Linked DNA regions of Mus musculus: all the other regions are linked to region 1. The links are chromatin contacts, called in public ChIA-PET, HiChIP or PLAC-seq and promoter capture Hi-C maps. All regions are on one chromosome and are shown on one strand. Each heading gives the region's core, a stretch centred on a gene start, on an enhancer-like site or on the middle of the called end of the contact. The rest is flanking DNA. Distances are from core to core; before and after follow the strand shown. Region 1 holds the start of Dap3 (death associated protein 3). Region 2 holds the start of Gba (glucosidase, beta, acid). Region 3 holds the start of Rit1 (Ras-like without CAAX 1). Region 4 has its middle 23 kb from the start of Rit1. Region 5 holds the start of Syt11 (synaptotagmin XI). Region 6 has its middle 11 kb from the start of Fdps. Region 7 holds the start of Rusc1 (RUN and SH3 domain containing 1).

Region 1 (3,425 bases), core at 550-3,049:
CTGCAACCCTGGGTAGACTGCATGGGCTTGGTTAGCAAAAGTAACTTCACAGCTAGTCAATTAAGGCTGATTGTCTCTTTAACTCAAAGAAGGAAACACAAAGATAATCAATCCCCAATGCATACAGCCAATAGGGAAAGGTTGGGTTATCTGAAAACCAGGTATGGGTTCATGCCTATAATCCAACCTCTAAAGAGGCTAAGACAGGATGACTGTCAGAGTTTCAGGCAAGCTTGGGCTAAAGAGTGAGACTGTCAAAACAAACAAATAAACAACCACTCAAAAGACAATTTAACCCCTATTCCAAAAAAAGACTGAATATTAATTGAATGGGTTCTGGAGATGAATGGAACGCAGTAATGTTTAAATTTCCCCTGAATCACAAAGGTAAGAATTCACAGATAAGAAAGGAAACTTAAGGTGCCATTCCTCTAAAATTTTGCTTTGCTTTTTGTGGGAGACTAAAAATGAGTAGATCAAACGTTGGGGTTTTAACATCACATGCCCTGAATTCACTCATCCAATGTCAACACGGAAACAAATACTAGCAGCCAATGAATGCCATAGGTCTGGTTTAACTAGCAATTTAGATGAATAGAACACAAACTACCAATTACACCTACAAATCTTATCAACATCAACAGCACTGTAAATGATAACAATAATACTCCGCATTTTCCCCGTACCCAGGAGCTAATTCTGCTTTACATATATGATCTCATTATTTCATACTCCAACCCTGAAGGTATATTTTGGGGTTAGCTAATTTTTACTACCAGCATCTCATAAATAACTTGGAAAAATTTGAAGGCCTAAAAGATCAAATCCAGAAATAAAATCTCAGTGCATAGTTTCATCCCCTCACACACTCAACCTGCGGGTGGCGACCCGAGGAGAGGTCTAACAACCCTTCACAGGGATCCCATATCAGATATCCTGTATATCAGATGTTTACATTAAGATTCATAACAGCAAAATTACAGTTACGAAGTAGCAACAAAACTAATTTTATGGTAGGGAGTCACCATGTGGAACTGTACTAAAGGGTCGTAGCATTAGGAAGGCTGCGCGGACCACTGCTCTAACATCAGGCTGCCAGTTGCAAACCGAGTTCGCACAATCTTTGAGAAGTGCACAAGGATCACACAAGCATCACAGAGGATAGGTACCCTCTGGGACTTTAACAAGGTTAAACTACATTAACATATTAACAGCCGTTCTGTCCGTTCATCCTCCGGTCCCAGGTCCGCAGCCCCGGGTCTGAAGGATGCCCTCTTGGAGGATCACCGACACTGCTGCCCTCATTCCCTATCTCGGGGCAGTTCAAATACACGCTCCTTTCCCTCCTTCATCATTGCATCCCCTGTGTGGCTCAGTCCCCTTACCATGAGTCCAACACTAGGACTCCTGCTCCGGTGACCCGCACACACCGCCAGCGGCTGGATCCCAGGCACCCGTCCTGCAGTTGTGAAGCAAGCTCGGGTCGTGTGGCAGGAAGCTACCCAACGCGCAGTCGCCGCGGCTGCAACCACAGCCCAGCGGAGGGGCACCGCGCCACCCGCCCCGCGGCCGGAAGCGGGCAGCAAGCCTCGGCGTCGCGGTGGCCCGTCCCAGGAGGTCCGCGCCTAGGTACCTTCGCTCGCTCTTCAAAACATTCCGGTCACCGTGGCCAGCCTCGTCTGCGCGGGCGTGCCCGCTTCTCCCCGGCCCCAGCAGGGGCGCGCAATGGAACGTCCCGCGGGGGGGATTGTGGGAGGCGCACGTTCGAGGGGTGGGGGCGAAGGCGGCGGCAGCCGTGGCTGCCGTTGGTAGCCGTGGGGGCGGGGAAGAGAGGGAGGCGAGCCGAGGAGGAGAAGGAGGAGGAGGAGGAGGAGGAGGGAGGAGGCTCGGGCTCGCGCCAAGGAAGGTACGCGTGAGGGCCGAGAGGGAGTCGGGAGCGCGCGAGCCGGAGGCCCCAGAGCGAGCGCGTCGGTGCTGGCGGCGCGGGGCGGCCGGAGGCGGTGGTTGGAGGGCGCAGCTCGCGACCAGTCCGGACCCACTCGGAAGCGTGCGGGCGGGCGTGCGCGCTGCGCGGCCGGAGTCGGGTGAGGGAGGGAGGGAGGGAGGGAGGGAGGGCGGCGGGGAGAGCGCGCGGAGGGAGGAGTGGGAGGCGGGAGGGGGGGCACGCGGCGCCCTTCGCTGGCTCGCTCGCTCCCTCCCTCCCCAGAGCCGCCGCCGCCGCCGCCGCTGCCGCCGCCGCTGCCGCTCCCGCCGCCATTTTGGGTTCGCTTTGCGGAGGGGGGAGACGATCCCGGTCTCGGTTGCCGGACCCGCCTTCTCTCGGTTTCCCCTTTCCCGACCTACGCCTTTGGCTTCTCCTCTCTCGCGTTTCCGCCGGTCCGCTTACCCGCTGGCCGCCTCCTGACAAGCGGGAAGGGTTACAGTGTGGAGCCAGGGAAGCCGAGGCGCCAGGCTGCCACCCTCTCTCTCTCCACTTGCCTGCACTCGGCGCTCTCGGCCTCGCACGGTGAGTAGTGCGGTGTGAGCAGGCCTTTGAAGGCCCCAAGTAGTCTCTCCTTGGCTACCCGGGATCCGCTGTCACCCCCCCGGACCTGGACCTCCGGGAGAGCGGGGTGAGGATGGGGGAAGGGAGAGCAGGGATAGGGATCCTGAGCTTACCGGGAAGTCCCTCTAGGCGGGGTGACGGGGTGTCCCTGACCAGCGGGCTCTTGGTTTGGGGGAGGGGGACGGGAAAGTAAGCGAGTGGAGGCGGAGTCGCTTGTGCCCCTGACAGGTTAGTTTGTGTAGTAGGCCCGATTGGAGCATCCCCCAAGATCCAGTTTATGTCTGTTTAAGTAAGGGACAAAAGTAGCAAGGGAGATGATCTTCAGCGGGTAGTTTACCTGTACAAGATCTGTGGTGTTCTCGAAAGGCGGAAATATATGCAGACATGACATAGTGATCTGAGTGTTAATAAGTTTAATAAATGTCACTGGTTAGTTTCTACTTGGAAAGAAATGTTTTGGGTCTTGAAGACCAGATGGTCTGTTGGTTTATAGCTGCTCTGTTTATATGTGTATAATTCGAGGATGGAGAGTGTTCAGGAAGAGTTTGCCTGCATTTGGGGAAGTTCCCTTTGTAAGTTAGCTTATTTAAAAACAAATGCTGGGACATGTGTTCTCTAGGTCGATAAATGTGCATGTATTTTAGCATTAGTATGATTAGTATGATAATACAGAATGCATGCTAAGATCAGGAAGGGGAGAAACTTGACATAGTCTGTGCCTTTGAATAGAGTCAGTTGTGTAAATATGAAAGCCAGACCAACATCCTCAGAGTGATCGCTATTAGGCTGAGAATAAGGGGAGATGTTTTTGACCGTGTGGATTTATAGTAGTGCATAAAGTTTTTATATTCAGAGTACTCTTTCAGTTCGTAATCCTAAA
Region 2 (3,425 bases), core at 514-3,013, 250 kb after region 1:
TAAAAAATATGGAACGCTTCACGAATTTGCGTGTCATCCTTGCGCAGGGGCCATGCTAATCTTTTCTGTATTGTTCCAATTTTAGTATATGTGTTGCCGAAGCGAGCACCCAGCTACTGATTCTTAAAGTGATAACCAAACAGTATATGATTGCCAGTTGCCAGGACTCAAACCAATGCAGCTCCAAGCAACTGTAATTTAAATATTGCCAGAGCTGAAGAAGATAACTAATCAATTTTTTAAAAAGGGTATGTGGTAATTATAAGAATGTAAAAACCTCACTCAGCAAGCATAAAGCTCCTAATGTGTAATTACAGACTTCCCTTGACTTCTCTTGCTAACGCTAGTAATGGTTCTGTGAGACTATGCTGGTGTCTATGTTGGGCAAGTGTGGAAACAGGCTCAGACTTCCCTTGACTTCTCTTGCTAACGCTAGTAATGGTTCTGTGAGACTATGCTGGTGTCTATGTTGGGCAAGTGTGGAAACAGGCTCAGAGACCTGGACTTAGTCAGATCACGCTGCATGTGTCACTGCCAATTAATCAACTTTATTGTGGCTCACAAGGAAACCCGGACGACAGCCCTCTTCTTGTGTCCACCAAAGACAGACAGCATTTTCCAGTTTCCTGGGAGGAAGGATGAAGAGCTTTCCAGCCAGCATCTGATGATAAAGCAAGAGAATCCAGAAACGGCCAGTGGGGACCACTCCCTCCCTTGGTCCTGATCTCCAGAGCCCGACAGCAACTCCCTGCACTTACTGTGACTCCCCCCCCCCCCCCCCCCCGCCTGTTCTTCTGGGAAGGGTCCCCTTTCCTCTCAAGGAGTCTTGCAAGTATACCTCTCAACATTTCTGTCTGTCTTCGCCTGTAACTCCGTGTAAGTGTCTGACTCATGTGTCTCACTAGTCTTTTTAGGATAAAGATTGTGTGTATGTGGGGTTTGTTGTTGTTTTTCGAGATAGGGTTTCCCTGTGTAACAGGACTGGCTGTCCTGGAAATTGCCCCATAGACCAGGCTGGCCTTGAACTCACAGGGATCCGCCTGCCTTTTCCTCCCAAGTGCTGGATTTAAAGGCATGTGCCACCAATTCCAGGCTGTATGTGGGGTTTCTAAATTTTGTTTTTATTTATTTTTATTTTTTTAAAAGATTTTATTTGGGGTTGGAGAGATGGCTCAGTGGTTAAGAGCAGTGACTGCTCTTCCAGAGGTCTGGAGTGTCTGAAGACAGCTTACATATAATAAATAAATAAATATTTTCTTTAAAATATTTATTTATTTATTTTTTATATATATGACGAGTACCCTGTAGCTGTCTTCAGACACCAGAAGAAGGCGTCAGATCCCATTACAGATGGTTGTGAGCCACCATGTGGTTGCTGGGAATTGAACTCAGGACCTCTGGAAGAGCAGTCAGTGCTCTTAACCGCTGAGCTATCTCTCCAGCCCCTTGTTTTTATTTTTAAATTTTATTTTTAAATTATGTATATCTGTGTGTCGGTATGTGCATGTGAATACAGTGGCCCTCACAGGCTAGAAGTCCTCTCTGTCTTGGATTTAGGAGCCTCTACTCAGCTGTCCATACAATCCTTGTTAGAATTCTCTTCCTAAAGGTGTCATCCTTTAGGCCTCCCCAAAATTCACAGGGTATGCAATGAATGACTAACCTAGAAGAGCCCAACTGCCCATTACAAATATGGCTTCGATTGCTTCACTTCCTGCATCACGTGACCGGCTTAGTCATCATGTGACTCTGTCCGCCCCTTTAAGCCGGAAGGAACTTGCTGTGCTAGTCGGTTCCAAGAGCTATGATATCTGTCTGTGTTTTATTTGGTAGGTCTTCTATCCCTCCAAGGCACAGAAACTTCCACAGTCTTCTCATTCGCTGGTCCTGAGTAGCTCCAGTTTCCAAGATCTTCTGGAGAGGTAAGCGGGCAGGGCTACAATTTGCCTTGTCAATCTTGCTTCGGGAATTCTGCCTATCTAGATTATGGAATTCGGTGAGTTCAATTTTTTTTTTTTTAAATTCAGGGCATCATGGCTCTTTGAGGGCACAGATGGAGGGAGGGCTGAAGGTTGAAATCGATGGGGGAAAAGAGTGAAGAGAGTCTTCTTTGGAGTGGGCAGCAAACTCCCTAGCAGAGTGAATGAATGCAGGACGCCTCCAGGGTCTACGGGCACTGTCTAATCACTAATAAAGGTGGGAGCCTATGCTGTGAGCATCCACAGGCAGCTAAACTCTGGCCAGGAGGGTGGTTGCAGGGTAGAGAGAGTCTTACACTATTATCTTTCCTCTACATTTTCTTCTCAGAAGTGTGCTGGTGTCATGGCTGCCAGGCTCATCGGATTCTTCCTATTTCAGGCGGTATCTTGGGCATATGGTGAGTCTAGGATGGAGATGGAGGCATGAAGGTGTCCCCTGCCCCCAAAGTCCTCTGGTAGCCTTCCATTATGGTGCTGAAATTTCAGTAGGGACTCTGTAACTCTTTTAGAATGCCTGAGACATCTTTGGGCTGGGAGTATGGTGGAAGGATTTTTTTAAAAAAATATTTATTTATTTATTATATGTAAGTACACTGTAGCTGTCTTCAGACACACCAGAAGAGGGCGTCAGATCTCGTTACAGATGGTTGTGAGCCACCATGTGGTTACTGGGATTTGAACTCCAGACCTTTGGAAGAGCAGTCGGGTGCTCTTACCCACTGAGCCATCTCACCAGCCCGGATTTTTTTTTTTTTAATTGTTGTTCTGTCTCGTACCTAGCATGCCCACTCCCTCATAAACCCGCTTTGATGCCTGCCTCTGCTTGTGCCCTGCCTCCTAGGTGCCCAACCCTGCATCCCCAAAAGCTTTGGCTACAGCTCAGTGGTCTGTGTCTGTAATGCATCGTACTGTGACTCTCTTGACCCCGTGACCTTACCGGCTCTGGGTACCTTCAGCCGTTACGAGAGCACTCGACGTGGACGTCGGATGGAGCTGAGTGTCGGGGCCATCCAGGCCAATCGCACTGGCACAGGTAGCCACTTTATCTGTCCCTCTAAGCCTGGACCCAAAGTCACACCAGTGATCAGCATGTCCTCTTCTGGACTCTGACTTTTCCTCTTCTTTTCCCAGGGTTACTACTCACTTTGCAGCCAGAAAAGAAGTTCCAGAAAGTGAAAGGATTTGGAGGCGCCATGACAGACGCCACTGCGCTCAACATCCTTGCTTTGTCCCCACCTACTCAGAAGCTGCTACTCAGATCCTACTTCTCTACCAACGGTGAGGAGGGCAGAGCAAGGTGGTACACTGTAACTTATGCCCCTTTTCATACCCTGGCTTTATTTTATTTTTAAATTTTTTATTACATTTCATTATCTCTTGTGTGTGCTGTGCATGAGTGAGGGGGAGGTCAGAGGACAATTTTCGGGTGTCCACTGTCCACCATGG
Region 3 (3,425 bases), core at 353-2,852, 230 kb before region 1:
GCTGCTCACCTATATCCTGGCTCCAGCAGAAAAGGGAAGTGGAGGTTGCAAGAATAATGCAGGAACGTTTCACTCCATGTGATGTGCAGAGTGGATGAAGCCCAGTTATGCTAATTTGTTTTTTATGAGACTGGGTCCCACATTGTAGCCTTTACTAGCTTGGAAGTCAAAAGAGACCCTCTCTGTCTGTCTTGTCTAAAGCTGGTCACAAACAGATACACACCTGCCTCTGGAGTGCTGGAATTAAAGGCATAAGCTATCTGCTTTTTAAAAAGGTGTATTTATTCATATGTATGTTTTTGCTTATGTGTATATATGTGCACCATTTGTATTCCTGATGCCTGCAAATGGTCAGAAGAGGGTTGTGGATCCCCTGAAACTGGATGGTTGTGGGCCACTGTGTGGGTGCTAGCGACTGAATCCAGAAGCAAGAAGTGTTTTTTGTTTTTTTTTAAAGATTTATTTTGTTAATATATGTAAGTACACTGTAGCTGTCCTCAGACACTCCAGAAGAGGGAATCAGATCCTGTTGCGGATGGTTGTGAGCCACCATGTGGTTGCTGGGATTTGAACTCTGGACCTTCGGAAGAGCAGTCGGGTGCTCTTACCCACTGAGCCATCTCACCAGCCCCCGCAAGGAGTGTTTTTAACTACTGATAATCTCTCCTGAGCTCTGCTTTTAAGACAGGGTTTCATGTAACCCAATGTCGAATTTAGCTGGTATCCAAGGTGGCCCTTGTACTGCTTGGCACAGACACCTTCCAAATGCTTGGTTTATATGGATGTGCTTGCATCCTATCTGACTTGTATTTGTCTTAATAATTTTAAAATTTAAAATTCTAACTAGAGGGCTGGTGAGATGGCTCAGTGGTTAAGAGCGCCACCTGCTCTTCCGAAGGTCCCGAGTTCAAATCCCAGCAACCACATGGTGGCTCACAACCATCCGTAACGAAATCTGATGCCCTCTTCTGGAGTATCTGAGGACAGCTACAGTGTACTTATATATAATAAATAAATAAATCTTTAAAAAAAAAATTCTAACTAGAATAACTGGATACCGCGATCATCTGGTTTTGGTTTCAAGAGCTTTTGATGTAACAGCGTTTTTGGAAAATGAAGCGCTGCTTTGTAGCAAGTACCATACCTACCCTAATGTAATTCTGTATTTTGGAAAGATTGAGGGGGTGTGGGTTTGTTGTGCTGTACATCTGGTGACAGATATTTTCCCTCTACCAGCAGCAAATAGCCCTAAGTTAATCACTTTAAAAGTATCTGTTCGTGGCTGGAGAGATGGCTTAGGTGTTAAGAGCACTGCTCTTCCAAAGGTCCTGAGTTCAAATTCCAGCAACCACATGGTAGCTCACAACCATCTTAACAAGATCTGACATCCACTTCTGGAGTGTCTGAAGACAGCTACAGTGTACTTACATATAATAAATTAATAAATCTTTAAAAGTATCTGTTCGATTAATATAACATCCATTTTTGTAAGTGCAAGCCTTGAGATTCGTATGTGACCAGAGGGCTTAGCGAGTTAGAGTTAGGCGCGGGGCGGAGCAGAGTATCTGTCAGCTGTGGGGGCGGGGCTCAGGGTCATGCCCCGCCCACCGGCGCCATCTTCCAGGACCCGGGCGGGGCCCTGGGCTGTGGGGCGCAGCTGGGAAAGGAACGCGGGTTACCACCCGGCCTCAAAGCTGGTTTCAGAGGTACAGGCTCAGGTGAACAGGGCGGGGGGGTGACGGTGGCGGGAAAGGTGGTGAAGTGGGGGAGCCACGGCCACCGTGAAAGAACGTGACAGTGTCAGGCAGCGCTCTGCACTCATCCGGCTCCTTCCTACTGGCACGCTGCCTCAATCTGAAGTTTTAAGTTCTTTTTAGTTTTCTGGAAAAAGTAAGTTTGGACATCTATGATCTGTTTTAGGACTGAGACTGATTGTGAAGGGCGAGGATGTAGGGCTTCTTAGCGTTCTGCAATGAGCAGAGTAGGCCATGGTGTTTGGGGACGGAAGAAGGAGGCTCTCACTGTGGCCCACTGTTTCCATCCTGGATTGAATGTTCTGTGCCTTCTCCTCTAGGAGGCCTTTCCCAGGGGCCCAGGACTGCCCCGGAGGACAATGGAGTCCGGAGCTCGCCCCATTGGTAGCAGCTGTAGCAGCCCTGCAGCACTCTCCCGGGAATACAAACTAGTGATGCTGGGTGCCGGTGGAGTTGGGAAGAGTGGTAGGTAACCATTTCTGTTTGCCACACAACGTTTGAAAAGCAACCCAGATGGGTTACTGGCTCTTGTGCAAAATTGATAGCTAAAATACTTCCTGGTCACAGTGTCCTGAGTTGCATCTCTTGTTTTGAAGCCATGACAATGCAGTTCATCAGCCACCGATTCCCAGAAGACCATGACCCCACCATTGGTAAGTCAGCTCCTTGTTTATATTTCCAGATACAGCCTGGGAAAGTATCTCAATAGAGTTAGAGCTTAAAAAGTAATATTTATATCCTAAGCTTGTTTGTGTATGTAATTCATACTTACTTAGAGACCAGAATAAACATTTGAGTATTTATTTTAGACTTCATATGCACATTTATGCTATCTTTAGTCTTCAGATTACATTGGTAGACAAACTGTCTTTTTTATTTAAGGACATATAATGTATTGTTAGATTAAAGGAAAAGTTTAACGACCACTCAATGAAACCTTTTCTTGCTGTCACTGTTCAGGGTCTGACATGAGACTAACCCTGAAGGATGAGTCAGCTGGTTTGAACTTCCACAAAAGGAAGCAGAAAAACAAGTAGAGCCAGCCTGCTGAACTCTTAGAACCAATCTTCCACTTAGAGCTCTTCCTTTATTTCCTTATCCTTGCAGCTCATTATATAGTACTGTCTTCTCCTGTGTCTTTGTCATCTTTGGCTGTCATAGGTTGGTGGAATGCTAGTGGGGTAAATCTGTCTCCCTGACACCCCCACCTGGGGATGGAACCTGAGACTCTAGCCGAGCATACCATGCAAGGGCTCTGCCACATCCCCAGCCTTGTTTTCTCTTGTTTTAAGTTGTGTTATTGTCTTCCTTGATAACAGGTCAAAGCCTAAGCTAGCCTTGAACTCGTAACACTCCTTCTGCTTAGTCTGAGAGTAGAGGCATGAACCCCATGCCCAGTTCTGTAGTTCGTGGATTATATTGTTGTTATTAGCTGCTATCTGCTATAGACTGAAATGTTACAAAATCATAAGGAAGCAGTTTTGATTCTGAGTGATTATCTTAAAGAAATGTTGGGCTGAGGAGGGCACAAAGCTCTGCCATTAGCTGGGAGTGATGACAGACATCTGTAATGCCAGCACTTGGGAAGCAAAAGCAGGAGGAGTGTGCATTCAGCACCAGGCTTGGTGGCATAAAGGTTGGCCAAGAGTAATGGTAAGATCCTCTGTCAAA
Region 4 (3,425 bases), core at 653-3,152, 210 kb before region 1:
TGGGAGAGCTTGATTGCAGAGGCGAAGAGACCCCGAGCCCAGAACTGGTGCTGCTTTTATAGGCCTAGGAGAGGCGTGTCTCACACCCGGATTGGTTATGCACTATGCCTCATTTGCATGTTCCTCATCTGATTGGCTACTCTCTCTCTCTGTACCTCACAGAGCCTCATTATCATACCTCATTTGCATGTCTCACATCTGATTGGTTATACTCTCAAAGCCTCATTATCATGCCCGGGCCAGGCAGTGTCTTTGCAAAAAACTTTACTGCATATGTACACATTGGTTGTTTGTCCAAACTTATGCGTGGTGGCCAGCAGTAGCCAACTGCCACTCTGCAACTGCCACTCTGTAACTGCCACTCTGTAACTGCCACTCTGCAACGGCTTCCCACATCTCACCATTAGGGTTTGTTTGTATCTTAAATCTCCACCATTAAAATGGTTGAAAAATACAAGGCCAGCTTGGTGATAAAGGCACTTCCTGCCAAGCCTGACAACTTGAGTTAGGTTTCTGCTATGTGGTAGGGACAACCAGCTCCCTGGAGCTGGAGAGATGCGTCAGAGGTTAGGAGGCTACTCTTTCAGAGGAACCAAATTCAGTATCCTTTCCGCACATTGCTGTTCACCACCCTCTGAACTCCAATTCCAGGGGTCCAGTGCCCTCTTCTGGCTTCCTCGGGCACTGCACATACACAGTGCACAGATGCAGACAAAATACATAGAAGAACCAACTTCCAAAAGTTGTCCATGAATCTCCCCATGTGTATGTTGGCACACAGATGACAGCACTTTACCTGTGCTGGGACTGCAAATACAGAGGCAATCAATTTTATAAGTCTTTGTGCTCAAAATTGTTTTTAGAAAAATAGCTGCCAGGCCATGGGACAGAAGAAGCCAGCAGCCCCGGCACTCAGGAAGGACAGGGGTTCAAAGCAGAGGCTGGCTTTGCTGCAATGAGACTCCCATCTCCAAAACAGGAGAGTGGAGTAGGGGAAGAGCTGTTTGCATGTCAGAAGCCACTGTTCTTGAGGCTTTGACTGACGCAGTAGCTGCTTGCCTCTGTCAGTCACAAGCGTCAGCACGCCACTGAGACCAGGTCGGGGCTTTCCTAGGAAGGCTTTGGCAAGGAATGGGCAAGAAAAGTATCCCGAGGGGGGAGGCAGGAGGTCCAGGAAGAAACAAGGTTGTGTCCCGCAATCATGCATGCCCACCCCGGGGACACACTGTTCCTCTCCAGCACCAGTGCTTACTTCCCCAAGGACTCGACATCTCCTCAGGGCAGTCCTTCAGCCACAATGACCCCTCCTCTCTTTCAAAATTGATTCAGAAATCCCTATGACAGAGATTGGTCCAGCCCAGGACTATAAGGAAAATTGATATTAACCTTGAAGAAATTACTTAGGGGATGTCACCTTGTTTGAGGAGAGGAGAAATCACTCTGGGAGTTAGTTGTTGGTTTTGTGAGATGGGTCTTATTTCTTGTTCTGTAGCTCAGGCTAGCTGAGAGCTCACCTGCACTGTGCTCCAGGTCCCCAGCTTTCACCCATGAGCTGTCTCTCATGTTGGGGTGGACTTTGATGATGCAGCTGTCTTTCAGTCATTTCTGCTCTTGTTAAGTTATCCCTTACCCATATCTCCTTAGGTAATCCCAGAATAAAATTCTTTGATTCACCAACCTGGACTTTGGTAGTGGTATAGTAGGCTCCTTATTTGGGTGAGTATGTTGTGTATCTCCCAGGAAAAGTCTGTCACACTATACCCAGTCCTCTTTATGTAATTGGATGCCATGTTTGTGAGAGATGAGTCTCACTTCTCATTCTGTATCTCAGGCTAGCCGAGGACAGCTCATAGCATCCCCTTGCCTATTTCTCCCAAGTGTATGACTGTATCATGAGAGTGCCTGGTGCCCACAAAGGTCAAAAGAGGATGTTGGATCTTCTGAAACTGGGATATGGGTGGTTGAACCCAGATCCTCTGCAAGAGCAACAACTGATCTTAACTGCTGAGCCATCTCTCTAGCGCCAACACCCAGTCCTTAAAAAAAAAAATAGTTGGTGGGTTGGAGAGATGGCGCAGAGCCTAAGAGCACTGGCTGTCCTTTCAGAGGTACCGAGTTCAAGTCTCAGCAACCATGTGGTGGCTTGTAACTATAATGAGATCTGGTGCCCTCTTCTGGCCTGCAGGCCTACACACAGGCAGAACACTGTATAGATAATAGGTAATAAAATCTTTTTTTAAAAATTAATATTTAGAAAAAAATTAGCATGGTGACACACACCTTTAATTCCAGTACTCAGGAGGCAGAAGCAGAAGCAGGAGGATTTCTATGAGTTGGAGGTCAGCCTATTCTGCATAGAGAGTCCCAGGACAGCCAGGGCTATATAATGAGAACATAATCTATAAATTAATTAATTAATAGAAAATAAAATAAGAACAAAAGGAGGTGGGATTTTCCCCAGCTGTAACCTCAGGATTCAGAAAGCCAAGGTGAGAGGATCACTGTGAGTTACAGACCAGCCTGGAATATAGAATATAGAGCAAGACTGCTGAAGTGGAAACTTAAGGGTTCTTTGGAAAGTCAGTTGTTTTGTGTCACGGCACTCTGGTGGAGTCAGCTTGACAAAGCGAAAGCTGGGAAGCTGGTTCATGAAGCAAAGAGTTTCAAGGAAACCCCCTTCCCGGGGTCTGGCATTTTCTCCCTAATCTATATAAACCATAAAATTAATTTTTCCATTCCCGCATTAGTCTAGTGTATGGATCCACGTGCTCTTTATTTAGTATTACCTTATTGTAAATGCCTTTTAAGATTGTATCCTGAATTAGCTAAAGCCTTTCCCAGTGTTCCAAAATTCCAGTTAGCAGCAAGGAGTTTAACCTATTCAGTAACTAATTAAGCACTACAATAAAATCATAGCCATTAACTCAGTTGTCTATAGTAAGAGACTAAAATTCTCACTAAGATAAAAATTTCATTACAAACTACATTCCATACCAAGAGTAAGTTAATACACTATCCTAGTAATGAGGATCCTTCAGACAAGATAATTAAACAAGGCCTAGAGAATTTCGGGGTCAGTGACACTACATTATTCTTGAGGCGTGTCAAGAGTTAACAACCCTGGTGCTATTAACACTAAGTGTAAAACTCTTGCCTGGCAGAAGGTGCTAATCTCTAGTGTAAACATTTATCTGGTCCCTACAAATTCCCTTTGACATCACTCCCCTTGCATCTGTGCTAATCTCTAGTGTTAAACATTCATCTGGTTCCTTTTGAAGTCACTCCTTTTGCACCTGGAAAAATTCAATGTGCCTTATTCTGTTATGATTTGCAATTTACTCTGTATTATAAAAAGTCTGAGGCTTGACTGGAACATTACATTCAGATCCAACACCTTTCTTGTGTGTGTGTCTGTCTGTCACCCC
Region 5 (3,425 bases), core at 693-3,192, 180 kb before region 1:
AAGAAACCACAAGTCTAGGTTTTGTTTCATCTACTCTCAAAAGGCTCTAGACTTGCAATTAGAGAAAGGACGCTGCTGGAAGAAGAGAGTTTGAGAAGCAAAAGATTGTGAAGAAAATCCTGGGTTTTTCATGTGATCACAAAATGGATTTCGGTCTGGGAAACTCAAGACTTAAAGGATAGAGACAGAGAGCAAAGCTGAAGAAATACATAAGATCCAGCCTTGGGGTCAAATGGGAACAAGGGCTGAGGGGTGTGAAGATCCATTGTCTGGATGCTTTCGCTGAGATCTGATGGCTTGTTATGTGGAGAACATTGGGTTCCGTTCAGTTACATATGCCTCTTACTTGGGAGTGAGAAAGCCATTTTTATTTTATTTTTTTAAAGATGGCTTGTGTCTCTACCCTAAATTTTGGAACCTAATGTTCACACCTGGATTGTCTGAGGGATATACTCTCTTAAGGAATATGAAGGTTCTAGGTTCGCTCTGCAACAACTCTTACTTGATTCCTCCAATCGAAGGACAATTTTATTTTACTTATTTATGTGGTGTGGAGCACAGCATGAGAAGTTTGCGCTCCTGGATCGTTATGGAGGAGTTCCCCAAGAGGAAACGACTTGGCCAAGCCTCTCTTGCTTTCTTTCCCACCTATTTACCACAGCACTTTCTGCCCCAGGGAGTGTAAAAGTGCTCTGAGAACCCAGAGGGCTAGGTCGCAGACCAGCCACTCCGAGATGACGTAATGCTTTCTGTGGTACACAAAGCAGCCTCCCCCGGGCTGGGCCTCTCCAGCCCCTCCCCCAGGCCAGGATTGCCTCCCTGGCCAGCACCAGCGCGGGTGAGTACCCCTATTTGAAAAGCCAGACCGGGAAAACAGGGAACAAAGGCCCCGGAAGGGGCGCCTAGGCACTGCCAGGAGGTTCAGAAATAGACATCACGTCATCTCTCCGCCCGGCGGCGCCAAGCGCCATTTGGTAACACCGCGAAGGACTACACCATTACGGTGCAGAATGAAGCATGCAGGGCTAGCATTTTACCCCAGCCCTAGCAACCCTCTGACCGGCTTAAGGAGTGGCTTCATTTGTGCTCCCCACCCCCGCACCCTGCTTTCCCTGGAGGCCTCCGCCTCCCTTGGCTTCCAGCCATACAGCCCATAGTCTCCACGCTGCCATCTTGATGTCCCATCCCCCTTGCCACTTTCCTCTTCTGCAGCCCTCAGAAGTAGGAGGGGGAGGAAGGGGCACCGCCCTGCGTGCCCCTAGGGGGAGGGCTCGGCCTACCTCACCTCTCTTCCTCCAGAAAGAGGGGTGGGGGGGGGTTGTTCACATCCTCCGCAAGCTTGCCATTTCTCACCTCCAGACGTGCTGACAGTGCACCATCAAGGGTTTACCATCAAGGTTTTAGCATCCTGGACCTACCTATCCTCGGTGGCACTCTGCCCTTGCCAGAGCCTGCATCCCACAGCTGAAATTCAGAGGTTCTCCACAGCCTTCTACTCATGACCTCAGGCCCTATTCTGGCTGGGCTGGCAATGAGAGGGTCCCATTTGGACTTCACTCCCCGCCCATTCCTCAGCTATCTGGCATTGCAACGGCACTGATCGCCCCCAAATTAGTTTGTCAGGCTCTACTTACCAAAGCTGGGGCGTATATTTGTGATCTCAGCCATGTTGTAATCAGAGGCTGTTGATAGAAACACTTTTGCAGAGGTCAGACAACTTTGGGAATCTCGGTCAGTACCGAGGCCGCGGCTGTAGACCTCCAGATCAGGGGAGGGGAAGGTGCATGGCCGATTGCCCCTGCAGTACGATCCCTGGTTGCTAGCTGCGCTTTCCTCTTAGATGCTCCAGGGATGCTCTGAGCTAAGGATGCAGGTGCAGTCAGACTGGTCCTGATGAGAGATAGGCTCCGCCTCTTCCCGAACGGCCCTCGGCAGAAGACTCCGCCTCTGCCCGAAAGATTCCGGAAGCTCTTCGAGAGAAGACCCCGCCCACTGCCGAGTTTTTCCGAGGATGAGTCTCCGCCCATTCACAGGCTGTGGGCGTTTGTGGCTAAATTTCAAAGCCCATTAAGAAGTGTAGGTGTTTAGCTAGCTCAGTCGCACATCCTTGTGACTATAGCACTCAAGTGGGTGAGGAAGGAGAGTCAAGGACAGTCTTGGATAGGTCTCCAAATACAGAAGGGCAGGAAGATAGTCGCTTTAGCGTCTTCTGAAGCTGTAATTCTAGTTGCCTGAGTTTATATAGCTAGAAGCTGAACCTTCTGGGTCCGAGGAGTTGAGAAAAGCAAAATTCTATACTGTTTCAGTATTGATGGCTATTATTTTAGCGCACTCCTGAAACAGTAAAGGCATTTATGGAAACTGACTAAAGATTGAAACCTGGGTAGAAGCAGAAGGATCAAGAGTTTCAGGCCAGTCTGACGTGTATAACAAGAACCTATCTCAGAAAAGCAGAGACAATAATAAAGACTTAAAGTCGGCTGGGCAGTAGTGGTGCATGCTTTTAAACCCAGTACTCTGGAGTATAAAACACCAGAAAATATGCAAAATAATAATAATAATAATAATGATAATAATAATGAGTCGCTTCACCCTGCTGCACATGCTCGGGTGGCTCTGACTTTAGATTGAGGACATGGGAACATGTGGCCGAGGTGGGGGCTCTTTCTCGGAACCTGGCTTTTCTCCGCAGTTGGAGATTCCTTTGTCTCTGCTAATGGCCTGTCACCTTTCTTTTCCTTTGTAGGGTTTGGGTTTTGATTCCAAGATCAGGCCAGCTGTGACCAAAAGAGTGCTTTTGGTTTCTTAATGCGCCCCCCCCCCCATAAGAGAAGAGAAGTTGTGATTTTTTAAAAAGACAGTCTCTCTCAACCAGGCTGCTCTGCAACTCATTTGTGTAGCCTATACTGGACTGGAAATCTCCTATTGATAGGATTACAATCTCCTATTGAGCCACCACTGCCTGTCAAGAGTAATTTTAATTACATTTATTGACAGGGTCTTGGGTAATACAGACTGACCTTGAACTTACTGTGTAGTCCAGGCTGGTCTTGAACTCCTTTCAACACCTGCCAAATGCTAGTGTTACAGTCATAGACCACCCTGCCTAAAAAGTGTATTTTTTAAGTTAGAGAAACTACTAGAAAAGATGAATGAATTGATTTTTAAAGTTTCCTGATTATTTTTCCTAAGCATAATTTGTATCATCACTGAAACTCAAAACTTTTTATTTTTGAAATTATTATACTCAATTGGGAAACTGCTTTTATACTACTTGCAAGGAAAAGACCACTGCATTTTTAGTTAACCTGGTATTTGGAGGCTAAAGAGAGATAACTGGAAATTAAAGGTTATACTACAAAAGACATGATGATTTTAAACAGGAAGGTATTCGTGGTACAGTGTACCATAGCCAACTTAAAACA
Region 6 (3,425 bases), core at 560-3,059, 160 kb after region 1:
ACTCTGTGACACAGAGTTCCCAGCCAACTCATACTATAGGGAACCACAAGTCTCCTCTCCAACCAAAAGACAAAAGAGTAGGGAGTCTTGCGGTCACTCTCATGCCTAAGCCACACCCTTCAATGCCACGGAAGAAGATTTAGAAGAGCAATTTTTACCTACCTCCAAATTTTCTAGGACCATGGCTCTCAAAGGGAGTTCTCATAGGGACCAGAGGGGCTTCAAGATTTCCATCTGTAAGGGGACAGTTAGTAGAGAAAGGTGGAAGCCGGGGCTACAAATGGAGCTTGTGCAGAAAGAAGCCAAGGCCATGCAAACTTAGGAGAAGCCCTGCCCCATGTAAATAACCCACAAAGGCTCGGAACTCACTGGTGTGTGGCTTCCTAAGCGTCTCATTTTCCAGTTCACCGGCCCGCTGCCACCCCAGGGAGCGCCTTTTTTCCTTCTTTCCATCCTTCCTTTCTTTTTCTCCCTTTCTTTCTTTCTTTCTTTCTTTCTTTCTTTCTTTCTTTCTTTCTTTCTTTCTTTCTTTCTTTCTTTCTTTCTTTCTTTCTTTCCTTCTTTCCTTCTTTCCTTCTTTCCTTCTTTTTGTTTTGTTTGTTTTAGTTTTTGTTTTTCAAGGCAGGGTTTCTCTGTATAGCCCTGGCTGTCCTGGAACTCACTCTGTAGACCAGGCTGGCCTTGAACTCAGAAATCCGCCTGCCTCTGCCTCCCAAGTGCTGGGATTAAAGGCGTACGCCACCATGCCCGGCTTTCTTTTCTTTCTTTTTTTTTTTTAACTTTTATTTTATTTATATGAGTACACTGTAGCTGTCTTCAGACACATTAGAAGAGGGCATCAAATTCCATTACAGATGGTTGTGAGCCACCAATGTGGTTGCTGGGCATTGAACTCAGGACCTCTGGAAGAGCAGCCCGTGTTCTTAACCGCTGAGCCATCTCTCCAGCCCTCTTTTTTTTTTTTTTTTTTTTTTTGACTTAAAACTGTAACATTCTTCCCCTCCTTCCCCAACCCTGCTTCCCTTCTTGACCTGGGACCCCACTCCATCAGGCCCATTAGCTTCTTTTATTTGTTTCTCATTACAGATGGTTGTGAGCCATCATGTGGTTGCTGGGATTTGAACTCATGACCTCCAGAAGAGCAGGCAGCTCTCTTCTTAACCACTGAGCCATCTCACTAGCCCCTTTCTTTTTTTTTTTTTTTTTTTTTTTGATTCTTTGAGAAAGGCTGACCTAGAATTCTCTAGGTAGGCTAGGTGGGCCTTGAACTCAGAGATAAACCCAGTTTTGCCTCTTAAGTTCTGGAACTAAAGGGGTATGCCACTATGTCCAGACTTCCTCTGTTTTAACTCAGGAGACAGAGACAGGCAGATCTCTGAGTTTGAGGGTAGTCTTGTGGAGGTCTATAGAGTACAATCTAGGACAACCAGGGTTACAATGAGAAATCTTGTCTTAAAAAACCTAAATAAACAAATGGTCTCTATTTCTTATTTTTCTCTTTCTTTTCTTCAAAAGGAACACCCAGATAAAGAGATACACTGAACAAGGTTTAAAAAGGTAAAAAAAAAAAAAAAAAAAAAAAAAAAAAAGTCCTGAGTACAAAATAGTTCTGTGCTCACGGAGCTGGGCAGGTCACCTTCCTACCCGTCGGATAGTCTGGAAGTACTGTCAGGGCTCTTTATCGCCATTTCATCATGGATACATGATAAATTATTAACTGGAAGTTTCAAGTGGCCAGTCATCCTATGATCTTGTGACCAGCTGCTATTAGGAGCCACCAAGAGTTGACTGATTAAAGGCCAATCAGAGCCAACACAGCCTTTACTCCCAGCAGAGGATGGCAGAGCCCTGATTTTGCAGCCAGCCTGGTCTCCATATAGGGAGTTTCAGGACAGCCAGAGCTACAAAAGGAAACCCTGTCTTGCTGGGGGAAATTTGTCAATCAGCATTCCTGAAAAGCAGCTGATTAAAACACCCCTGCCTCGTGCTGAGCTGTCTCAGTGTGGGAAAGCACCAGTTGCTTTCCTGTGGAAGCTCACACCAGGGACTCCATCACCATCTTCTGACTATGTTCAGGCAGCAGACACACACATACAGGCAAAAACCTGTATTTTAGGTAAACATAAAATAAAAAATCTTTTTTAAAAATGTCAATAGCAAGCCAGGCAATGGTGGCACACACCTTTAATCCCAGCTCTTGGGAGGCAGAGGCAGGCAGATTTCTGAGTTCGAAGCCAGCCTGGTCTACAGAGTGAGTTCCAGGACAGCCAGGGCTATACAGAGAAACCCTGTCTTGAAAAAACACAAAACAAAATTGGCTGTGAAGAGTTTGGATTGCTGCAGGTTCAGAGCCTAAATACAACTTCTTTGGGGCCGTGTTTAGGTCCCCCAAAAGCAATTCCTTACCCACCTTGTGCCAGACCTAACATCCTGATAGGCAAATAAAACCCTTTGGAATGTATTAACCAAACCTTAACTGCACCAGTGGAACGGATAAGAAGGGACCAGGTAGCATCTGAGGCCTGCAGTTGAGATTCCCTGTCTGCAGTAATCCACATCCCTGTTTCCATCAGTAGGTTAGGTCCAAACTGGGCTCAGCCTGTCTGTCTGAGAAGCTGCGTGCTTTCTCCCATTTTGCTTCTCTCTGCTTCCCCTTCCCCATGGAGAGATAACCTTGGCAGACTGATCCCCATACACCTTTGTTTCCACTCACAGAATGGCACAGTTTGGTGAGCTTGCTGCACCCTTGCTTACACAACCCATTTTTATTTCTTTTTTCTTTTTTTTTGGAGACAGGGTTTCTGGAACTCACTCTATAGACCAGGCTTGCCTTGAACTCAGAAATCTGCCTGCCTCTGCCTCCCAAGTGCAGGGATTAAAGGCATGTGCCACCCCTGCCTGGCCACAACCCATTTTTAAATGCTTTGTTGTATAACCTCCTTTGTTACCATAAAAACTCCACAAGTCTGTTTCTACATCATTAGGACATTGTATTGGAGGGAGATCTCAATATATGTTGTTTCTGGGATGTGGTCTCTCTGTCTCTGTCTCTCTCTTTCTCTCTCTCTCTCTCTCTCTCTCTCTCTCTCTCTCTCTCTCTCTCTCTCTCTCTTTATTTTTTTTTAAGATTTATTTATTTTATATATATATGAGTACACTGTAGCTGTCTTCAGACACTCCAGAAGAGGGCATCAGATCCCATTACAGATGGTTGTGAGCCACCATGTTGTTAGGAATTGAACTCAGGACCTCTGGAAGAGCAGTCAGTGTTCTTAACCACTGAGCCAGCTCTCTAGCCCATGGTCACTGTTTTTCTTTTTTTTCCTTTTCTTCCTTCCTTCCTTCCTCTCTCTCTCTCTCTCTCTCTCTCTCTCTCTCTCTCTCTCTTTCTTTCTTTCATTTTTGGTTTTGATTTCTGTTTTTGG
Region 7 (3,425 bases), core at 277-2,776, 140 kb after region 1:
CGGTCTCTGAGAGCTCAGAGGTAGCAAGATCCTGTTCCCCACTGTCTTCCTCTTCCTCCAAGCCTGGGGAAGGTAGGTCCTGGCAGGTGGTCAGGGCGTTGCAGTTCGAGTCCAGGTCAGGTCCAGGTGGAGAAGATATTCCAGAGCAAGAATCAGGAGAGCAACAGAAACTGTCTGGAGAGCAGGTGCTAGGGCCCGCTGGAGCCAGAGGAGAGCCCAGCTCCAAGGTGCTAGGCTGAGGGTTTGCATCCTCATTACCAGGCAGGTCTCGCGAGTAGACTGACACTGGAGACTCATCAGGGCTAAGGTCTGAGCAGGAGCTGAGAGAGGAAGAGCATCCTGGATCTGAAGGGGAAACAGCCTCTTCCTCCTGGGAAGGGTCCTGCTGATTTTCTATGCTGGACCCGTGCTCCTGGCAGCATCTACAGGGCACAGCTGGACTGTTGGAGTTGGCATCCACAAGGGTCCCGCTGCAGGGCCCCCTGCTTTCCTTGCCCCCGGTGTCTCCCGGGGGCGGGGGTGTGCTCAGAGGCCCCTCTCGTAGTTCAGGACGGCGGGACAAGTGCAGGCCTAGGGAGACATGCTGGAGATGGATGTGATTGAGGTTGCAGAGTAAAGCCCGCTGAGGGGACAGCATGGTGCCGAGGGAGGACGACGTATGGCTTTCAGAGAACCAAGAGGATCCAGCGTCTCACATCCACCTACCTGACAGTGTAGATGCAGACCTAGAAAACAGGGGTGGTTGAAACCTAGATCACGGGTAAGGGCACTGGAGGTGACTGAGGACTAGAACAGGCCTGGGAAGGATCTGGCTGCTTTGGGAGATATTTAAATGAGATTCAAATCACCACGGACAGGCCATTAGTTCCCACTGCAGTATTTGCAGGTGGAGCTGAACATAACCTCCAGGGAACGGAGAAAGGAGGGTCATCAGAGAATGCAGTTGTACTCTGATCTTTGTGGGGCTGCGAAGCTTGAAAAAAGAGTGGGGCCCAGAATATGGGGGTGCGATGCTTGAAAAAGAATAGGGCCCAGAATACACCGATTCTTCCTAATCAAGCTCTGTCCTCCAGCCTAACCCTGGGAGGAAGGGGACCCCGCCCGGATGCTCTAGTGAGGTGGATGGTGGGGAACAAGACGAAGGGTTTGGTTTGTTAACGCAGGAGAGGGGTCTGGGCTGGAGCAAGGGGAAGCATTCTGCTGTCAGCTCTGCATCTGTCCCAGTCCCTGTTCAGCTCTAGCCTTCCTCCTGTGTCCTCACCCACCGCAACGCCAAGATTTGTCCATTCACTCTGTGTCGTCTCCCATCACCCAGCCATCGCCCGTTTCTTTATTCTTTTAACTGCTCCTCTCCTGTGCTATCAATCCATCCATCCATCCATGCATCTATCCATCCATCCATCCGCACCCTCAGACCGAGCCCTCCTCACCGCAGTCCTCCTGGAATCGCTCCGGCCTTGGGCTCGTCTGCGTCCCCGCCCAGCAGGGAACAGAGCGGAGGGGAGGGGCACCGGCAAAACCCACTGTGGCTGCGCAGCCGCACCCCTTCACGCATGGGCGTGGCATAGCTCAGGACCGCCCCTCAACCCCCACGCAACACTTGACGTTGTGCCTATGTCACCCATCTACAAAGCAGACGCTTTGGGTCTCAAGGAATGCTTTTGCCAACCTGGATTCCAAGCTGCCCTCTCCCACCCCTGCATTCTGGATAAAGCTGAACTCCTGACTGCCACAAGAATAAAACCACAGGATGTTGAACAATAATTTATTGAGACCCCCTCCCTCCCAGCCTCTCCAATTCCGGGGTCACTTTCTCCGTTTGTAGATCTTGTTTGCAAGTTCCATGAAGATGGATGGGGGCAGGGGCGCAGAGCACTGCTCTATGAGACTCTTGAGGCGGTTGTAACTGTCTTCCTCATACTTGAAGAAAGCAGACTGCAGATCCAGCGCCTCATACAGTGCTTTCACCCGAGCCACTTTTTCTGGGTCCTTCTGCCCATAATTCTCCTGGAAGCACGAAAACAGCTTTACTTGGCTGGGTCCAAAGGCCCTCACAACTCATTCATTCACTCCAGACACTGGCAAAACTCTCCTCTCTGGGGATCCAAGATACCAAGCATTGCCTCCCGAGCCCAAAGTTCAGGTATTGGCTCTGGATTCTACTTCCTCTAGGGTTTCCCAGCCTTGACACGGCTGAGTTATTGGGCAGCATGCGTTGTCTGGCACTATCCAAAACCTTCCCGGTTCTGCCTGCTAGCCACCTTCAGCACAAACATCAAACTGCACTTAGTTGCCCAATGTCTCCTGGACAGCAAAATCACCCTGCTTTCCTAACCACCCCTCCTCCATCCCCTTAGCAAAGGGACATGCCACTCCCAGGCCCCACTCGAGCACCTCTAAGATCTGGCGCTGTTGAGGAGAGGCTCGTAGCAGACACTGAACCACCAGCCAGCTGCATTTGTTGTCCTGGATGTCAGTGCCGACCTTTCCCGTCACACTGGGGTCTCCAAAGAGATCAAGGTAGTCGTCCTAGGCAGCAGGCATAAAGGAGAGATGAGGAGGTCCCCAGGCCGGGAAAGAGAAAATATGCACTCTGGGCTGCAGGACCTGCCTACCTGGACCTGGAAGAACTCGCCCATCTCCATCAGGATCTTCAGGGCATTGGCGTGTTCCTTCTCCCCATCAATGCCTGCCTGTAGGAGACAGGGTAGGCAGCATGACCACACATCTTCCCCTGGGAGCTGCAGCCATTACGGTTCCACTTTCAACTTCAACTTCTTACAAAATGAAACGAAGACCTGACCCATAAACCACCTCCACACCTAGTCTCCTGCCTCAGCCTCAATTTCGCTCTGCCGCCCCCCCTCCGCCCCCCGCCAGATGTACCATCCACAGGCCTCAACTCTGCCCACTTTCCAGTATCAGAGGGACAGAGGGCTTGCCCGAGGTCACACCGTCACACAGTAAATGCCCTCCTGTCCCAGCGTCCCCGAAAGAAAACAGTGGAAGTGCCACCAACTCACCATGTACATGGCGGCCGCAATAGGCAGGTAGAAAGAGTAGAAAGCCGTCTTGTACTTGACAATCGATTTGTACCTGAGTCAGGGGAGAAGATGCATTCATGGGGACACAGCCCATCTTTAGTCTCTGTCTACACATGATTGCTAGTGGCCTCACCTCTTTTCAGTGTATCTACCAAGATCCACATGGCCCTGGGGTGCTGTCATGAGGTCTAGAGTCTGCCCGATCTCTGTCTGATAGGAACTCTAGGGAAGAAAATAACACACGGGCTCTGAGCCAGGCTTTCTCCGGGACCAGGAAATGCTTGCATCCCAAGCAGCTGACAACTAGGCAGGCAGGCAGGAGGGAAGAGAGCAGCTCCGTGCATGCTCACAATCACATGACAGCCTTCTTCACTTGCCATT

The links. Promoter capture Hi-C pulls out the DNA fragments that hold promoters and counts their contacts. ChIA-PET counts read pairs in DNA pulled down with a chosen protein or histone mark. HiChIP or PLAC-seq counts read pairs in DNA pulled down with a chosen protein or histone mark. Capture Hi-C pulls out chosen DNA fragments and counts their contacts.
Region 2: a contact with region 1 is called in a promoter capture Hi-C map of pancreatic islet. The contact joins the promoter of Gba here to the promoter of Dap3 in region 1. A contact is called at or near these places in 7 of 39 promoter capture datasets (the 3T3-L1 cell line, the C10 cell line, cranial neural crest and 3 more), 4 of 484 Hi-C or Micro-C datasets (double positive thymocytes, embryonic fibroblasts, granulocyte-monocyte progenitors and 1 more), 9 of 115 datasets of contacts at active chromatin or transcription factors (the HPC-7 cell line, the SCID.adh cell line, bone marrow-derived macrophages and 5 more) and 4 of 9 other capture datasets (adipose tissue, embryonic stem cells, liver and 1 more).
Region 3: a promoter capture Hi-C map of second pharyngeal arch cranial neural crest shows a contact between it and region 1, with 2.9 times the contacts expected there. The contact joins the promoter of Rit1 here to the promoter of Dap3 in region 1. A contact is called at or near these places in 11 of 39 promoter capture datasets (the C10 cell line, cranial neural crest, erythroid cells and 6 more), 8 of 115 datasets of contacts at active chromatin or transcription factors (effector CD8 T cells, embryonic stem cells, epiblast stem cells and 2 more) and 4 of 9 other capture datasets (adipose tissue, embryonic stem cells, liver and 1 more).
Region 4: an H3K4me3 HiChIP or PLAC-seq map of bone marrow-derived macrophages shows a contact between it and region 1, with 3 times the contacts expected there. The contact joins the enhancer-like site here to the promoter of Dap3 in region 1. A contact is called at or near these places in 2 of 39 promoter capture datasets (hippocampal neurons and liver), 2 of 115 datasets of contacts at active chromatin or transcription factors (bone marrow-derived macrophages and embryonic stem cells) and 2 of 9 other capture datasets (adipose tissue and pancreatic islet).
Region 5: an RNA polymerase II ChIA-PET map of effector CD8 T cells shows a contact between it and region 1, with 16 read pairs. The contact joins the promoter of Syt11 here to the promoter of Dap3 in region 1. A contact is called at or near these places in 1 of 484 Hi-C or Micro-C datasets (nephron progenitors), 9 of 115 datasets of contacts at active chromatin or transcription factors (effector CD8 T cells, embryonic midbrain, embryonic stem cells and 2 more) and 4 of 9 other capture datasets (adipose tissue, embryonic stem cells, liver and 1 more).
Region 6: a FOXA1 HiChIP or PLAC-seq map of pancreatic cancer cells shows a contact between it and region 1. The contact joins the enhancer-like site here to the promoter of Dap3 in region 1. A contact is called at or near these places in 13 of 39 promoter capture datasets (the 3T3-L1 cell line, 3T3-L1-derived adipocytes, the HPC-7 cell line and 8 more), 1 of 15 datasets of contacts at CTCF or cohesin (the NIH/3T3 cell line), 1 of 484 Hi-C or Micro-C datasets (pre-megakaryocyte-erythroid progenitors), 15 of 115 datasets of contacts at active chromatin or transcription factors (the 230-238 cell line, the SCID.adh cell line, bone marrow-derived macrophages and 8 more) and 2 of 9 other capture datasets (adipose tissue and liver).
Region 7: an H3K4me3 HiChIP or PLAC-seq map of embryonic stem cells shows a contact between it and region 1, with 31 read pairs. The contact joins the promoter of Rusc1 here to the promoter of Dap3 in region 1. A contact is called at or near these places in 19 of 39 promoter capture datasets (the 3T3-L1 cell line, 3T3-L1-derived adipocytes, the C10 cell line and 13 more), 1 of 15 datasets of contacts at CTCF or cohesin (the NIH/3T3 cell line), 19 of 484 Hi-C or Micro-C datasets (CD8 T cells, the N1E-115 cell line, Th1 cells and 11 more), 35 of 115 datasets of contacts at active chromatin or transcription factors (the 230-238 cell line, the HPC-7 cell line, the SCID.adh cell line and 24 more) and 3 of 9 other capture datasets (adipose tissue, liver and pancreatic islet).

What each region holds. Positions count from the first base shown.
Region 1 is chr3:88,948,483-88,951,907 of GRCm38.p6, forward strand. It overlaps Dap3 (death associated protein 3), which reads right to left and starts at 1,800. Exons shown (of 13, transcript NM_022994.3): 1 at 1,386-1,800. The coding sequence starts at 1,388. It also overlaps a transcript of Ash1l not described here.
Region 2 is chr3:89,201,165-89,204,589 of GRCm38.p6, forward strand. Gba (glucosidase, beta, acid) reads left to right here and starts at 1,764. Exons shown (of 11, transcript NM_001077411.3): 1 at 1,764-1,922; 2 at 2,308-2,377; 3 at 2,821-3,012; 4 at 3,111-3,257. The coding sequence starts at 2,323. It overlaps Gm23269 (a small nuclear RNA gene), which reads right to left and starts at 109; the gene lies at 3-109.
Region 3 is chr3:88,715,252-88,718,676 of GRCm38.p6, forward strand. Rit1 (Ras-like without CAAX 1) reads left to right here and starts at 1,603. Exons shown (of 6, transcript NM_009069.4): 1 at 1,603-1,706; 2 at 2,075-2,219; 3 at 2,351-2,407. The coding sequence starts at 2,114.
Region 4 is chr3:88,738,184-88,741,608 of GRCm38.p6, forward strand. No RefSeq gene overlaps it. Among named protein-coding and RNA genes, the nearest start is that of Rit1, 23 kb to the left of the region's middle. Within about 2 kb of position 1,903, at least 9 of the 459 cell types and tissues checked have an H3K27ac peak or open chromatin away from gene starts, as enhancers often do. A contact at or near this core is called in bone marrow-derived macrophages, where this site is marked.
Region 5 is chr3:88,770,657-88,774,081 of GRCm38.p6, forward strand. Syt11 (synaptotagmin XI) reads right to left here and starts at 1,943. Exons shown (of 4, transcript NM_018804.3): 1 at 1,635-1,943. The coding sequence starts at 1,668.
Region 6 is chr3:89,111,507-89,114,931 of GRCm38.p6, forward strand. No RefSeq gene overlaps it. Among named protein-coding and RNA genes, the nearest start is that of Fdps, 11 kb to the left of the region's middle. Within about 2 kb of position 1,810, at least 15 of the 459 cell types and tissues checked have an H3K27ac peak or open chromatin away from gene starts, as enhancers often do. A contact at or near this core is called in liver and pancreatic cancer cells, where this site is marked.
Region 7 is chr3:89,091,837-89,095,261 of GRCm38.p6, forward strand. It overlaps Rusc1 (RUN and SH3 domain containing 1), which reads right to left and starts at 1,527. Exons shown (of 11, transcript NM_028188.2): 1 at 1,431-1,527; 2 at 1-725. The coding sequence starts at 637. It overlaps Fdps (farnesyl diphosphate synthetase), which reads right to left. Exons shown (of 10, transcript NM_134469.4): 6 at 3,178-3,266; 7 at 3,024-3,096; 8 at 2,616-2,693; 9 at 2,395-2,529; 10 at 1,752-2,007. The coding sequence ends at 1,807.